Regions from separate parts of the Mus musculus genome. Here region 1 is linked to region 2. A link is a contact called in public ChIA-PET data. All regions are on one chromosome and are shown on one strand. The core of a region is the stretch at or near the end of the contact, and the rest is flanking DNA. Distances in the headings are between cores, read along the strand shown. Region 1 has its middle 56 kb from the start of Pde4d. Region 2 has its middle 11 kb from the start of Gm32450.

Region 1 (4,929 bases), core at 2,160-4,659, 170 kb before region 2:
ATCCCAGAAACTTAGAATACCCAAAATACAATTTGCAAAACTCATGAAACTCAAGAAGAAGACCAAAGTGTGGATACTTCATTCCTTCTTAGAAGGGTGAATAAAATACCCATGGAAGGAAGCCAAAGTTTGGAGCTGAGATGGAAGGAAGGACCCAGAGACTACCCTACCCAGGATCCATCCCATAAACAACCACCAAACACAGACATTATTGCATATAACAACAAGATTTTGCTGACAGGACTCTGATATAGCTGTCTCCTGTGAGGCTGTGTCAGTGCCTGGCAAACGCAGAAATGGATGCTCAGTCATCTATTGGATGGAACACAGGGTCCTCAATGAAGGAGCTAGAGAAAGTACCCAAGGAGCTGAAGGGGTCTGCTGCCCTATAGGAGGAACAATATGAACTAACCAGTACCCCCAGAGCTCGTGTCTCTAGTAGCATATGTAGCAGAGGATGGCCTAGTTGGCCATCAATGGGAGGAAAGGCCATTGGTATTGTGAAGATTCTATGCCCCAGTATAGGGGAATGCCAGGGCCAGGAAGTGGGAGTGAGTGGGTTGGGGAGCAGGAGGAGCGGGAGGGTATAGAGGATTTTCAGAGAGGAAATTAGGATTTGAAATGTAAATGAAGAAAATATCTAATTTAAAGGGGGGGGGGCTTGAGCTGAAAAGAATGAGTAATGCTTGATTTGTAAACAGCAGCCAGGTCCAGGGAGAAGATATTTGAGGTTGAATGAGTCTCAGCCTCCCCCACATCATCCCACCTACACTCCCAGAGAATGCTGAGTCAATGATGGAAAGAATGGGTGACATTCTTCCAGCCAGCCATCTACTTAGCAAATACTTGCTGAGGATATGTATGAGGCAGGGTGAGTGACACTGATGGTGGAAGGATTCCTCTTTCCTTAATCACACTCTGCATACCAGGTAGCACACTTAGCACTTTGCTCTAAACGTCTTGCTCCTTGCCATAATCCCATGAGGTGGAAACTGTGTTCTCTGTTTTACATGTAAGAAGACTGGGGCTAACCAAAGTCAAGCAAATCCTTTCCCTCTTGAAGCTAGTAAGTAGAGGAAATGGGATTTGAGTCTAATCTGCTCAGCTTCAGTGCCCGGCCTTGGCACTGCTCCAGGCTCCCCCTCTCCAGCAGGTGCACAGCTGGCCCTTACTGGAGAGCGTTGTGAAACTCCAACAAGGAAAAGAAGGCAAAGCAGTCAACACAACGCTTGGCATACAGCAAAAGCCGTCTCGTTTTAAGGCTGAGAAGGACATACCTTTTTTATAAACTCTTTTTAAGGTTGAACAGGACACAGTATTTCTATAAAGCCTTTGTTTAGTTTGGAATCCAATGATTCTCTGGCTTGTAAATTGCAATAAATGGTAATATTAGTATATTAATGGCAGAGAATTTCATCAAGGTCTGGTCATTTAAACTGTCTACAGTCTTCCAAGTAGGAATAAAAGATAGACATTTTCTTCTTGCAGTTTAATCAAGCTGTTTTGTTTTGTTAGGGTTTTTTTTCTCTCTCCCCCCTGTTCTTCTCCCCCTCCCGTCTCCATCTTATTCATTTATCTAGAGACAGAGTCGCATTCATTCCTCATGTAACAAGTACACAGTGAGTGGGTGGTGTTTAATGAAACCATATTCACTGCATGACTAAGAACTCATCAGAATGGAATGCTGGGAAACCATTATTTTCATTGGAACAATGAGTTTATTAACCTGGGTGCAATTAAAAACTCAAAACTTTCTGCTAGGACTACATCACTCTACTTAAATATAAAGGTCCCCTGAGGCCAGGTCACTGATGACAAGGAAGATGGGGTTTCCAGAGACGAGCTTGCAACACATGGGCCTTGATTGCTGGGATGATCTTCCTGGGTCAGCTCTTGACATGCTGAGAAGTACTACCACATGTGGGCAAGCAGGCATCTGACATAATGTTCGGAGAGAAGAACTAGGTTTATTTAATTAATCAATCTAATAAATGGGAATAATTACATGTAGCTGGTAGCCACCATAGTAGGCAACACAGTTCTAAAAGAATGAATCACAAGAAAATCAATTGGTGGAGGACAGAGTAAATGATAACTAGGTTTCTTGATAGTCTCTTAACTCCCATGAGGCAGAGGCTCCTGTGAGACCCTAGGTCAAGTTTTTGACACGTACGTCCTCTCCCTACCTATTTCTAACCTTTTCAGCTCATGTATGAATGACCATAGAGGACCAGAGAACAAAAAAGAGGAACAAGACTGTGACACTTGTTGGACCATTGTGATGGTTGGTTTCTCTCAACTTGACTCAAACATAGACCTATCTGTAAAGAGGAAATCATAACTGAGACAATGCCTTCATAGACTTGTCTGTAGATAAGCCTGTGGGGTACTGTCTTGGTTAATGTTTGATAAGGGAACAGGGGGCAGGGCATCTCACTATGAGTGGTGCCATCCCTGAGCAAAAAAATGGTCTACCATTGTATGAGAAAACTGGCTGAACATGTCATAGGAGCAAGCCAGTAAACAGCATCCTTTGATGGCTCCATTTCAATTCCTGCCTCCTGATTCATGTCTTAAATTTCTGCTCTGACTTCCATTCATGATGAACTATAACTATAACTATACCCTGAAATAAACCCCCCACCCCGCCACATCATTATACGCCCTAAGACAGCCATCTGACAGAAGAAGGAACGAGAGCAGGGATGAGGCCTCCCACCCTGGGTCCCACAATGATGGAACTACAATGATGAGGCCACCTGACAAGCCCTTCACCCTCTTCAAGAAAACCTGCCTGCCACCTCATAGCTCTCACTGTTGATAAACTTTGTCCTTAAGCTACTTCTCCTCACCCACATAACTCTCCCCCTGCTAGAAATAACCTGTGTTACATAGCTTTTAGTTTGAGGAATTCTCAAACTCTCACTAGGGTAGAGATTCTGGCCCTGTTAGGGACAATGAGGTCACCATTTCATCCCAGGACTCCTTAAACTATTCACATAGTACTGACTACTATACCCAGACAACATCTAGTGAAGCACTTCATTGTATCTAATAAGAGTACCAAGAAAAAGACAGCTTAAACGACCTTAAATGTTATAGGATGGCTTCTTACTTCCTCATGGCCTGCATCCACTTAGATGATTATGTTTGCAGGGTTTCTGATTAGAAAATCCAATGGTAGAAATTTTTTTAATTGTTAATTTTTAATTCCTAAAACGCCTACTAGCTAATGATTACCATTCCAAATTCTCTTTAAACACAGATTAGTGAAGTGAAGTGTCTACTTCAAGAACACAAAAGAGAAAAAGTCTAGAAACCAGATTAAAAAGCAAGTTAGACCCCCACCCAGCAGTTCTGCCACATCCTGTCTTTATTGTCACAGTAGCAACGACACAGTATGAGGCTTCCTGTTCTTCCCAACACTTGAGTTTCATAACTTTTGAATTTAGCCTGAATTGATACCAAAAGTTGCATTGCCATCAACTAAAAAAAAAAAAAAAAGATATGCCTTGCTAAATCGAAATAACAACAAAGTAAGATTTTTTTTTTTTACCATAATTGGTAAGCATACCCTTTCTAAATGTATGCCACTTCTAACAGTGAGTCGGGGCTATCTGTCTCATCTCTTCTTTTTAAAACTCGCTCTGTTGTTTGTTAGCAACAAGTCATATATATTATTTGCTATATATTAAATATTGAGGAATATATATTCCTAATTATAACATGCTCAGTCTGTATAATGTTACATGTATGTATTTTTTTTCAGGGCTGATATTTTAGTATTGAAGTGGCAATTGGTGTTTTCTCCTTGCTGTGACAAAATCACCAACAAAATAGTAACTTGAAGGAGGGAAGGTTTATCTGGGAGACTGGTTCCAGGATAGAATCCAAGGTTGCAAAGAAGGCATCTCAGCAGGAGTGACCTACAGCTGCATGGAGGGAAGGACTCTCTCACAGCTCAGCGAATCAGGAAGCAGCATCCACAAGTGCTGCCACCCATCAGGCTTTTCTGATGCCTTCCCAACTAGTTGCTGTTTTATGCTTCTTTGTTTGCTCTCCTCCTCAGTTTAGCCTCCTGGGAAACATCCTCACAGACAGGCTCAGAGATATGCCACATAAGTGATTCTGAGTCTGGCCAGGTTGACAAAAAAATGATTAACAAGAGAGTTACATGCGTGTAAGTAATGTGTTATTGTTTATCTTAGCGTTTAGATTATAATACAATAACATCATTTTTCCCTTCACTCCCCCCCCCAACATTCTCATATACTCCTCCTTGTTCCCTTTAAAATTCATGGCCTCTTTATTTCATTATTTGCTGTTACATGCATGCATGCATGTGTGTGTGTGTATTCCTTAATATATTAATATATTATACAAACATACACACACACACACACACACACACACACACACATATATATATATATATATATATATATATTCATATGGCTTGTTTAAACAAACTCACAAGCTTTAGGATGGCTGACTATCTTATTTTGACCTGCATCTTTCTAGAACATTCTCTTTTGTGTTCTTGTATAAGATGCCAAAATTCAATAATCTGTGATCAGAAATTAAGAAATGATAATCATTAGATAGTAAGAGTGTTGTAGGAATTAAAATGTAATAATTTTAAAAATTCCTACCAGTGGAAATTCTAATCAGAAACTCAGAAAATATAATCATCTAAGTGATTGCAGGTCATGATGAAATAACAAGCTATCCTATAGCATTTGAGTGTGCCTAAGCAACAAGCCTATATATATATTCCTAATTATAACCTGCTCAGTCTGTATAATGTTACATGTATGTATGTTTTTCAGGGCTGATATTTTAATATTGGAGTGGTAATTGGTGTTTTCTTCCCCAGGGAAAACTATTTCTCCCACTATCATCATTCCTTAATTTTTGTATGGGGTCGAG
Region 2 (4,871 bases), core at 688-3,187:
GAAACAACAAAACAGTTCTTGTTGATTAGCTGCTGGGCACAGTCTAGACGCTTCCCTCCCTGGAATTGTAGCTGAATACTCTTTAATCACCATGTCAAATGACAATGACATTTTTCTCTAAAAGAGCTAATTAGAAAGCCTTTCTAGTGTTTGTTGTATGTTCTACTTGATCCTCAGTAAATACTATAGGGTCATGACTGTGGAGAAGTCATTCAACATCATTTAATGAAAATAACCTCAACACAAGTTCTAACAAACAACGCCAGTAATTATTGAAATAAATGACTTGGTTGGAATTCAGCTATGACTGGCCTTATGGCTTTTCTGTTGACTGCACAAATCAAGTTTTCTATTCTCTGTCATATTTGTAAGATAAAAATGAATATGACTTTATTGTTATATGTGGAATATAGGCTCCTTTGTGGGGTAATGAGTCTCAAAATGTTTGTTTTCAGGTAACATTTATAGAATTTTTAAATGTAATTTTCTAGTATTTCTTTCAAAGTATTATATTTACATTATTCTCAACCTTCCCTCATCCCCCTCCAACTCCTTCCATGTCCCCACTCTCTCTCTCAAAGTCATGACCACTTAATTATTGGTAGAAATATATACATATGTACAACACTCACACACACTGCTGAGTACATTTCGTGTTGCTCTTATGTACACGTGTTCAAGGCTGACCCCTTTAGATTGACTCATCTTTGGTGGGGGTGGGTCATGCCTGGAGAATACATCGGCCATTGGTTGCCTGTATCTTTTCCTTTAAAGGCTGCATTTTCTTTCTTTGTTCTGTTTTTCTTTCATGTCCTGTTAGAGAAAGTTTTTGTTCCTCATAAAAGCCTGCCTCTGTCTTCAAGTTTATTGTGATAGACCTTAGTGATCTTGATCCTTGCCCCTGACTTCATTGTTTCAACGTCCCGTTCTGAGCTCCCATTGTAACAGAAGCAACGAGTTTTGATGTTTTGAAGCTTCTGCTGGTTTCTTGGTATTGTGCGAATGGTTTGGGTTTTTTTTTTTTTTTTTTTTTTTTTGGACAGGGTAAATACTATAATCATTTCATGTGCAGGTTTGTGTCTGAGTTCCTGTTTTCGGTTTGTTTGGACATATAACAGGAAAATATAGTTAACTTCTTGAGGAATTTCCAAAGAATCTTGCAGCTCAAGCCTGGCATCCTTTCAAACGGCCACAGAAGATAAAGAATAGTGAGGGAGAGGGTGTCCGAGTGGGAGATGGGAGAATGGAATATCCTAGATGAACTCCTCAGTGGTTCTTAGCCCTGGCTTCCCACGCAACCAGCCCAGGTAACTCTGCAAGTGACAGTGAAATACGATGAGAGAATCTGGTTAAAACAGAACTTTAGAATGCACATTCCTCCACTAAGCATCTTCCCCCAAACCTCCCATGCAACACCCTTGCAGTCCCTGTGCTGGAAGCAGCACCCTTGCAGTCTCTGTGCCCAGCCCCATCTGCTATATATTACTTCCTCTGGCTTTGTGGAGACCAGGTGAGAAAGTGTCACTGTGAACCATTTGAATGACTCAATTAGCATGTTAAAAATATTTTTAATCAAAACAACAGTCATATTTCATCAGGAAATATCATTCTATTATGTCTCCAATAAAACACAATACCGAGGCAGCATTATCAAAGCTTCATAAGGTTAAAAAAAAAAATCACTTCAGTCGCTGTACACATAATGTACACAGAGGCGTGCTTCTTGTTTTAAAATAAGAAGTAAAGCTGACTGTCTGAAACTGTAGGACACAAAGTCCTTTAAATAAAAACTAAAGTCAAACTTTCTCATGGCTGCTGCTGCGCTTCTGTTGCAGCAGAAAAATAAACCCTGAAATAAAGAAAGAATACGTAAGTCTGAAGACGGCCACAGGCCACAGCAGTAAGGTGAGAACTTACACATTTACTAAGGCCCCATGACAGCTGAGCACGGAAATGGTCCCTTCCCAGACTACACTATTGCCCATGAAAGGAAGCTATGTGGGTTAGTTTGGGGTTTTTTGTCTTTGTTTTTTTGTTTCTTTGTTCTTACCTTTTTGATCCCTGGCTAAATGAAAAGGAAATACCAATAGGTATGATTATCAGATTCTGCTAGAGTTGCCTAGGCACTTGCTTGCGTTAGCTTATTTAGTCTTGCCATTCACTCTTTTGTTTGAAAGATCAAGAATCTGAAGTGGGTTAAGAGAATGGATCCATGATAAATAAAGCATTTGCCGAGTGTGCGCATTGTCCCCAGCACCACGACAAGATGACAAGAGAGGAGAGGAAATGAGAAAGGCAAGAAAGAATGGGAGCCCTGAAAACATTAGCTCTCACCTGTCAAAATTATTAAACCTCCATAAAACCCACAGGCTAAAAGTTAACAAAAGAGGAACAGAATATGTTTCAAGCTGATGCCTCAGGAGAACGCACAACAAGTTTGCTGCCGGCCCTAATGCTGTCCTGAGAGGACCATGTGTAGCCTGATAGACAAATTAGACAACACAAAACCTTAAATAAGAGTGAGGCATTTACCTTATAGTGCATAAAACTAGCCAATTAGTATGGAAGAAAAGAGAACACAGGAAATAAAGACACCGGAATAAATTTTGAACAGAGGCACAAGTGAAGCCTAACACTGGTTCTCCACAGTGGATGAATAATTTGCCTAAGTGACAGAGCTGAGACACACGTCCAAAATGAACTCCTTAAGCCAAGCTCTTGGGCCTTAGTCTAAACAGCTGCCCATATCCTGAAGGGTATGGTCTTAATAAGAGCAGCTCTGACCATTTATACAAGACAATCTAAAATGTAAGCAAAGCCTGCTTTAGACTTGGTGTTCAACAGTGAAGTCATCTTGTTATTGCAACGGCCTTAGAAATGTTTCTGAAACCTACATCTTTTCTACTTTAAAATCTCTCTCTCTCCCTCTCCCTCATCTGAAAAGAATTGCTTACAATTTCTGTGAAGATCAATATTATAGTTAACAAAAGCTGTTAGATTGCTATTTTGCACAAAGGGGGAAATTTTGTTAAACTTCATTGAGTAGGATCATAAAAAACTACTTTGAAAATAAAATCTTATAGTTACTAATGAGATTCTAGGTGACTTTTAACACTTCATAAACAAAAAATAATGTATCCTATTATTATATTTAACCAGTATTAATTCTGCTCTGCTTTCTCCTTTTTTTCCTGTTTTGTTGTTGTTGTTGTTTGTTTGAGGGGTTTTTTGTTTTTTTGTTTTTCTTTTTTTACATGCCTCTTTGAAGCCTAAATCCCTGGACAGCTCTCTAAGCAGAGGATCCCTGGGTACATTCCCAGACTAGCAACTTCTGCATCACCTAGCATGTTAGTAGGCTTTGGATTGGCGAAACAAAATACCTGCCTAAGAGTCAACTTGGAGGAAACCTTTATTCCTGCTTCCCCCATAGCTTCAGAGACTTCTGTACACTCTTTGGCAGGTGTTTCTGAGCCTGTGGCCAGGCAGAATATCCTGGAAGTGGGCAGGAGAGCTAGGAAACATCATACACAATTTAAGAGTAAGTACCCTCCAGCTAGACCCCATCTCCCAGAGTCCCCACCACATCCCAAAGGGCCAGAAAAACAAAACAAAACAAAACAAAACAAAGCCGAATGCATTTGTGTTTACCACTCTGGAGGTGGTGGGACCTGGGAGAACGGAGCCTAAAGGTGATGCTAACTAGAGTCCCATGCAATGGTCAACTTAACTAAGAGCCTTAGACAATTTACACTCTGAGGTGTTAAGCAGAACCACCTGAGTGAGATGTCCAATCAAAAGGACAAGCAGCAGGTGGCCAAGACCTATCTTTCCACAGAGGCGCATAAACTGATAAGAAAAATAACCAGTTGCACTGAGGAATCTGAAGTCAACTCCCTCCTATCCACTACACCTGGGAGGAGCACAAAGACACATCCCTAGACCACTTCTGTGTTTTGAAGACACTGAGGTTGCAAGACTCTTATCTGCCCCCACCTCCACCCCAACCTTGGAGTTTTCTCCCAAGCACTCAGAATGCACCTCATATGACTCCATCCTTGGGCCATGTCTCAACACATCTGTATGGTCAGGTTCAACATGGCCAATCACCTCCCAAAATACTGCTCCTACCCCAACATGGCTGCAGGGAGGAGCAAGCCTCCAACGCCGAAGCTGTGAGAGGCCATTTCAGACCCAAATCCTAACATGTGGAATGGTTGAACATGCAGATTGCCAAGGGTACTCCTCAGACCTCCTGACTCTGACCCTAGCAGAAGAGGCGCTCTGTGTCTTGTGTTTTAACGAGTCTAGGTGATTCTGGTAAACTAAAGCAATTCGGAAGCCACTGTGGAAGCTCCCAAGGGCAGATACTCTGCTTGTCACATCCTCAAGCACTGGCAATTTATACAGAGTTTTAGTGGCTCTGACCAAAGCAGGAGACTAATTATAAAAGACAGAAGTTCAGGGCTCTCGCAGAAGAAGAGATCTATATTTGCAAAACTGGTCCAAAATCAGCACTTCCCAGCACACAGCACAGAATGACAAAAAAGGGGGAAAAAATGTAATGAGCTGATAACGCTAAGCTATACTTGCTGGTGCCTTTGATCGCTCTCCTGGGTAGACTGGCCCCGCCAGTAGAATGAGGACATTAACAAGGAAAAAAGCAAAGAAGTGAGAGCTGAGCCCAAGGACACCCAATTAGAAAGTGGCTTGATAGAATGAAAATAAGATGTACTCATACTTTATCACCAATTATCCTGAGATGAGGACGACTACATTTGTTTTGCATTTTCCCCTGTCTTATTCCTGCACGTATGTACAGAAGAAAATGAAGAAAAATTCGTCCCCTGTGTTTCCCTCAGTTCACTGCCGAC

What was found. ChIA-PET counts read pairs in DNA pulled down with a chosen protein or histone mark.
Region 1: an RNA polymerase II ChIA-PET map of effector CD8 T cells shows a contact between it and region 2, with 22 read pairs. The contact joins two enhancer-like sites. A contact is called at or near these places in 1 of 15 datasets of contacts at CTCF or cohesin (CD8 T cells) and 2 of 115 datasets of contacts at active chromatin or transcription factors (effector CD8 T cells and memory CD8 T cells).

The regions. Positions count from the first base shown.
Region 1 is chr13:108,595,596-108,600,524 of GRCm38.p6, reverse strand. No RefSeq gene overlaps it. Among named protein-coding and RNA genes, the nearest start is that of Pde4d, 56 kb to the left of the region's middle. Within about 2 kb of position 3,409, at least 30 of the 459 cell types and tissues checked have an H3K27ac peak or open chromatin away from gene starts, as enhancers often do. A contact at or near this core is called in CD8 T cells, effector CD8 T cells and memory CD8 T cells, where this site is marked.
Region 2 is chr13:108,423,612-108,428,482 of GRCm38.p6, reverse strand. No RefSeq gene overlaps it. Among named protein-coding and RNA genes, the nearest start is that of Gm32450, 11 kb to the left of the region's middle. Within about 2 kb of position 1,937, at least 15 of the 459 cell types and tissues checked have an H3K27ac peak or open chromatin away from gene starts, as enhancers often do. A contact at or near this core is called in CD8 T cells, effector CD8 T cells and memory CD8 T cells, where this site is marked.